Regions from separate parts of the Zea mays genome. Here region 1 is linked to region 2. Evidence: chromatin contacts called from public Hi-C data. All regions are on one chromosome and are shown on one strand. Each heading gives the region's core, a stretch centred on a gene start, on an enhancer-like site or on the middle of the called end of the contact. The rest is flanking DNA. Distances are from core to core; before and after follow the strand shown.

Region 1 (2,846 bases), core at 177-2,676, 670 kb before region 2:
GCGTCACCAAGCCTTTCAAGAACCCCCTCCAGATCATGGATGACATCACCCCCATAACTCCCAAAGAACAGCTCCTTTAGTTCAGGGATCACCTCAGCAAGCGCCTCATACATGTCAAGGATCCGGGAAAGCTTCTCGGGCGAGCGAGTGCACACAGAGACAGCATCCCCAAAGTTACGGATCTGCATGATGCAGCACTTGGTGGACTCCACAAAGCACTCATCCCGGAGCTCGTCGGACACAGCAAGCACCTGGTCACAGAGCCGGCGCTCACCGGTGAGCAGGCAGCGAACAACTGTCTTGACCCCATGCACCCACTTCTTCATCTTGTCATTGAGATGCTTCCACTCGATGCGCTGCACCTCATCGATACTGAGCCGTTCCACACCGAGCACGGTGAGGCACTCATCGAGCAGGTCACGCCGGATGGCACAGTATACCTGCGCGAGCTCACTGTCATACCCCGCGTGCAGCATCCGGTCAGCGATGGCGCGTATCTCATCGATGGCGTCCGGACGCACGAGGTCGAAGACCTGGTCCTCGAAGGGGTTGTTCCCCGCGATGCTGGCGCTGCGGGCGGTGTCCGGGCCGGCGCCGGCGCCGCCGTCCTGGCTGTGCGGGGTGGCGGGATCGAACTCGGAGGAGGTGTCGAGGTCGTCCATGGAGCCGAGGGAGAGGCGGCGGAGCGAGCAGTAGAGGCCGCTGGCGTCGAGCGGCACCGAGTGGCGGAGCATGAGGTGGCGGAGCTCGTCCTCGAGGCGCGACATGGCGAGCTGCACGGCGACCCCGGCGCGGGCGGAGACGGCGGGGGCGGAGAGGTGGTCGACGGCGACGTCGACGGCGGCGAGGTAGTGCGCGGCGTCGTCCTCGGGGGCCTCGAACACGAGCGCCTCCGGGGTGGTGTCCCAGAGGTGGATGAGCTGCTCAGCGGCGTCGAAATCTGCGAGCGAGGAGGAGGAGGTGGAGGAGGAGGGTTCCTGCTCACCGGGGGGCTCGGCTGGGTCCGCGTCGGAGGCGGCGGCGGGGGACGGGGACGGGAAGAGGTCGGAGGTGATGGAGGAGAGGCGGTGGTCGAATCCGGAGAGGATGCGGATCATGTCGTCGGCGGCGTTCTTGGACGTGGCGAGCGACTTGACGATGTGCTGCGCCGCCGCCAGGACCTTGTCGTCGCCGACAACGGAGGCGGGCACGGGGACGGGGACGGGGAGCTCGCCGCCCTCCCCCACCTCCCGCCTCCGCGCAGGGGACGACGAAGGGGACGACATCACCGGCGACTGCGGGCGAGCTAGGGTTTGGGAGTGACGCCGCGCGGCTTGGCTTGGGCCTGTGGCCTGGGGGCCGGCGGCTGGTGGTGAGTGGAAAGGCACGGTGAAAAACGGATTGCTGCTGCTGGTGGCGGGCGGATCGATGCTGAAGGAGATTGTTGGAAGCAGAGGACGGCAGTCGGCAACAATGTTGCCGGCTGGCCTGCTTGGTGTAGGAGATGGGAGATGAGAGCCCACACCCCACAGCAAAGCCAATATGGTCAATGGACAGAGGGGTCCTTGCTCCACTCCAAGCAGCCCAACATTGAAAACCCTACTGTTCTGTGAACAAATCTGTGTAATTTGCACCGGAACCACAAGGAAATCGAATTATAAATAAATATGTCTCCTGCAGCTGCAGATCTGTCCGTGGCTTTGAACTGAACAAAAGCTCACGGGGCGGGCAGGGAAGTTCGATTCAAGAGATGCGGCCGATGACGCGAGGCAGATCTTTTCTTTTCTGTCCCCGTGAGGCTATGGCTATTCGATTCGATCGAATCGAATTTGCCACGTCATGGGGCTTGTCTGCGCCCCAGACGAGATCATACTACTACGTATAGTAGTATCATCACCTGTTCGTCGCCAGCATTAAATTAAAGCCTTTTCTTCACCTGCTACTTTCAATTATAATCACCCGAAGACACGATGATTAAGGACCGACCATCATCGCTTGCCCTGCAACTGCAACTGCATGGCTAGGAGGACACGATGATTAATAGTTGCTCTCGATCCACCGCAAAGAAGACGCCCAGCCAGAACGAGGCATCTCGTGAGCTTGGACGGAGACAGCAGAGGAGCACAGGCAACACGGAGGGAGGGGGGTGGTTTCCAATCATTCAGTGAGAGCTGGCGTAGCACACGTTCACAATCACATGCTCGCGGCACTGCAGTGAACTCTGCGTGGCAGGCAGCCGCAAGTGTAGCAAGTTCCGGATCTCGCAGGCCATTCTCTGCAAAAACAAATGTACGGCGCCGGTTCCGCTCGTAGGACAAGGTTTGTGACTGCAAGTCAGCTATGGTTTGTGAATTGTGACTGCAAGTGAGCTATCGGGATCGGGCAACACGTCATATACAACCTCATTTTAATGTGAGGTCTCTTGAAAAGTCTTTAAAAATTAATTGAAAAAAAATTATAAGAGACATGTTTTTGTCAAGAGCTCGTCTTTATACGATTCTTCATACATATTGTTTTTTAACTGCATTTATGATATAGAGACTTAGGGTTGTATCGTGTAATCTATTAGTGGTACCTTGTGTTGGAAAAAATCGATACGTGGTCTCATGGTTAGTTATACATGCCCTAATGTGTACCAGCATCTCAAAAGCTCTTTGACTGGTCTACTTTCACACCGGCTGCGGATTCACAAAAGACGCGGTGCCAGGCAGATGCAGATCCTAGTACGTATATGCGGATGATTACTGATCTACGCGTGCCCATGCACGCGCAAATATAACCATGTTCTAACCACAATCCGTCACAAGATATAGGAGATATAGCTAGTATCTAGACTGGTGGGACGATATTGACAGTCGCGCACGAGG
Region 2 (2,737 bases), core at 107-2,606:
TAGTAAAATTAAAGTGATATGAAGAGACACTTATGGCCAAGAAAAAGGTCAATTGTGAACATATCAGTCATACATACTCAAGAGCTACTATTTACTTGTCCAAGATCATTAAATATATAATCCACAAGTAGCCAAGAAGATGAATTTTGTGTCAATGTGCATGTCAAAAGAACTCAATCCACCACTGATTATTTCTAAATCAATTGAATATTGATATGGTACTAGATATTAGATTAAATTGAAATTAGCTTAGCTTACCATCCAATAGTATTGTTGTCAACATTAACTTCCCTCAAACACCTCATCATCTCAAGCTGATAATTGGCACCATCTGCATCTGCTTCATCATCCTCTTCCCTCATCTTCAGTAAAAAATAGTAAGATAGCCATTAGCCTATAAAATGTGAAAGAACAACTACTACCCTGGAAGACCTTAGCAGAAAAATACATAATCAGTACAGAGCTGCTTAGAATGTTAAGGAGCAAGGGCTCACAGGGAATGGAAAACAGTTGGTCACTTCCAGAACACTACCGACATCCAAACCAAGCAATTGACCTGTAACTAAAGCAGGCGCAAACTCCTCACAGTGCTTAATGATCTTCAGTACAGCCTGCAAAAATAGCATTATTGTGAAAACAAATAACACAGTGCTTGTGGAATTAAGATACAAAGAATGCTTCCTGCTACAGGGAAATTTATCCCCTAAAAGGAAAGGGTTTACTTTCCCCTGATTTCGATCCCCAATACATCTGACTCTATGCGAACAGATTCGTCCTCTGAGCACGCCTAAGTTTCTCAAATCTCGAATGCCAAAACGCAAGCACAAACAGCAGACTGGGTGGGGTTCGGAAGTAATTACCAGGCCCTCCATCTGGACGACACGGAGCGGCGTCCGCGTCTCCTCGGTGACCGTAGACACGGCCTGCAGGAACGACCTCACTCCTCCCGGTGCCGCTGCTGCAAGCCAGCCAACCAGATCCAAGGTTAGCGCACGAGATGACGAGAGAGAGGCTAAGGAAAGGCTTCGGAAAATCGGAAGTCCCTTACAGTTAGCCATGGCAGCTCGTAGATCGTTGGGCGGCGGTGCGCTGGCGTGAGGATGCGTGCGCGCTTGGAGGAACGGATCGAGGGAAAGGAGAGCGGCGGCTGGGAATTCTAGGGTTTTTTGTCTGCGGGGAGAGCAGAGAGCAGGACGTTCGAGTCCAGTTGATATATATAAGGTGGGGCGCGGATCTGCTCGGTTCGTTAAAAAAGATTTAAATCTCTTATATTGAAACCGGATAGGGATTCACGCGGAGTCCGCACTCCACGAATTCGGCAACGCGCGTGCCGACGCGTTCTGTGCCTGGATTTGCTTGGATCCAAAATCGTCGTCTCCAACCGTTCTCCCACATTTCTTCATCTATCTCACCACGGGTCATGTCCCCGCGCGCAACAACCTCCGCCACATTTGTCGCCAACAACCTCCCGCCGCGCCCGCCGCATGGTGCCGGCCATCCGCCCCTGCCATCCTCATTTTATACAGATTTACTCTGTTAGTAAAAATATGGTTGATACTATTGATCCTTCTATCATATTGGCTAATTTTGTTCTTTTTTCCTCATGTAATGCAATGTAACGCAGAGGGAGATAAAAATCCCAGTCCTTGTTGGGATTACAGTACTATTTATTGTTCACGTTATTGGTGCTACGAGAATGGGTACCTTATAATACCTCACCGGCCGGCCAAACAAATGTAATATGGTGAGTGGTGACTACAAACAACGTTGAATGTCCAATCTGTATTTGACTTTTGGTTCTGAATGATTCAGAATACAATCTGTTGTTCAGCCAGTGAAAGCCTCAAGGCTATCCACATAAAGCCAGCTCGCCTATTGCAGTCATTATCTATACCTAAATGTAAATGGGAGAAGATTAGTATGGATTTTATTACTGGACTTCCTATTACTAAAAAAGGCAATGACTCAATATGGGTGATTGTGGATCGACTCACTAAGAGAGTGATTGATTTTTATGGACTAATGTTTAGTCCCTACATTTTATTCCATTTTAGTATCTAAATTGTCAAATATAGAAACTAAAGCTCTATTTTAGTTTCTGTATTTGACAATTTAAAGACTAAAATAGAATAAAATAAAGGAACTAAAGATTAGTCACTCAAAACCAAACACCCTCTAAATCAGCTCATTTTCTGCATGTCAAAACAACGTATAGATCACTGAAGTATGCAGACATTTATATCGCGGAAATTATTCGACTACATGGAATTTCAAAAACCATTGTGTCGGACCCTAGGACACAATTTACCACTCACTTTTGGGAACAACTACAGAAAGGTTTGGGGACTAAGCTCGTGCATAGCTCAGCTTATCACCCTCAAACATCGGGACAGACCAAGAGGATAAATCGGATTCTCGAAGATATGCTAAGAGCTTGTGTGCTATTGTCGAAAGGATCATGGGAATCGTGGCTACCGTTGGACGAGTTTTCCTACAACAAACGTTACCAAAGCACCATAAAGATGGCACCATTTGAAGCATTGTACGGAAGAAGGTGTAGAATGCCTGTCAATTGGGTCGAAGCCGGAGAACGAAGATTCTATGGCAACGACTTAATTAAAGATACAGTTGAAAAGTTATCGAGTTTATGTTATACGAATATGAACTATAACATTTAACATTTAACTCATCATAATCACATTACTCTACATTTATGAGATATAAATTAGAGCTAATA

Evidence for each region. A called contact is a pair of places that touch in the nucleus more often than the background predicts.
Region 1: a contact with region 2 is called in a Hi-C map of endosperm, with 3 times the contacts expected there. The contact joins the promoter of LOC100383608 here to the promoter of LOC100272851 in region 2. A contact is called at or near these places in 2 of 25 Hi-C or Micro-C datasets (ear and endosperm).

What each region holds. Positions count from the first base shown.
Region 1 is chr10:110,680,975-110,683,820 of Zm-B73-REFERENCE-NAM-5.0, reverse strand. It overlaps LOC100383608, which reads right to left and starts at 1,426. Exons shown (of 1, transcript NM_001176256.2): 1 at 1-1,426. The coding sequence starts at 1,265.
Region 2 is chr10:110,013,624-110,016,360 of Zm-B73-REFERENCE-NAM-5.0, reverse strand. LOC100272851 (eukaryotic translation initiation factor 3 subunit 3) reads right to left here and starts at 1,356. Exons shown (of 12, transcript NM_001147304.1): 1 at 1,049-1,356; 2 at 861-958; 3 at 495-611; 4 at 259-362. The coding sequence starts at 1,058.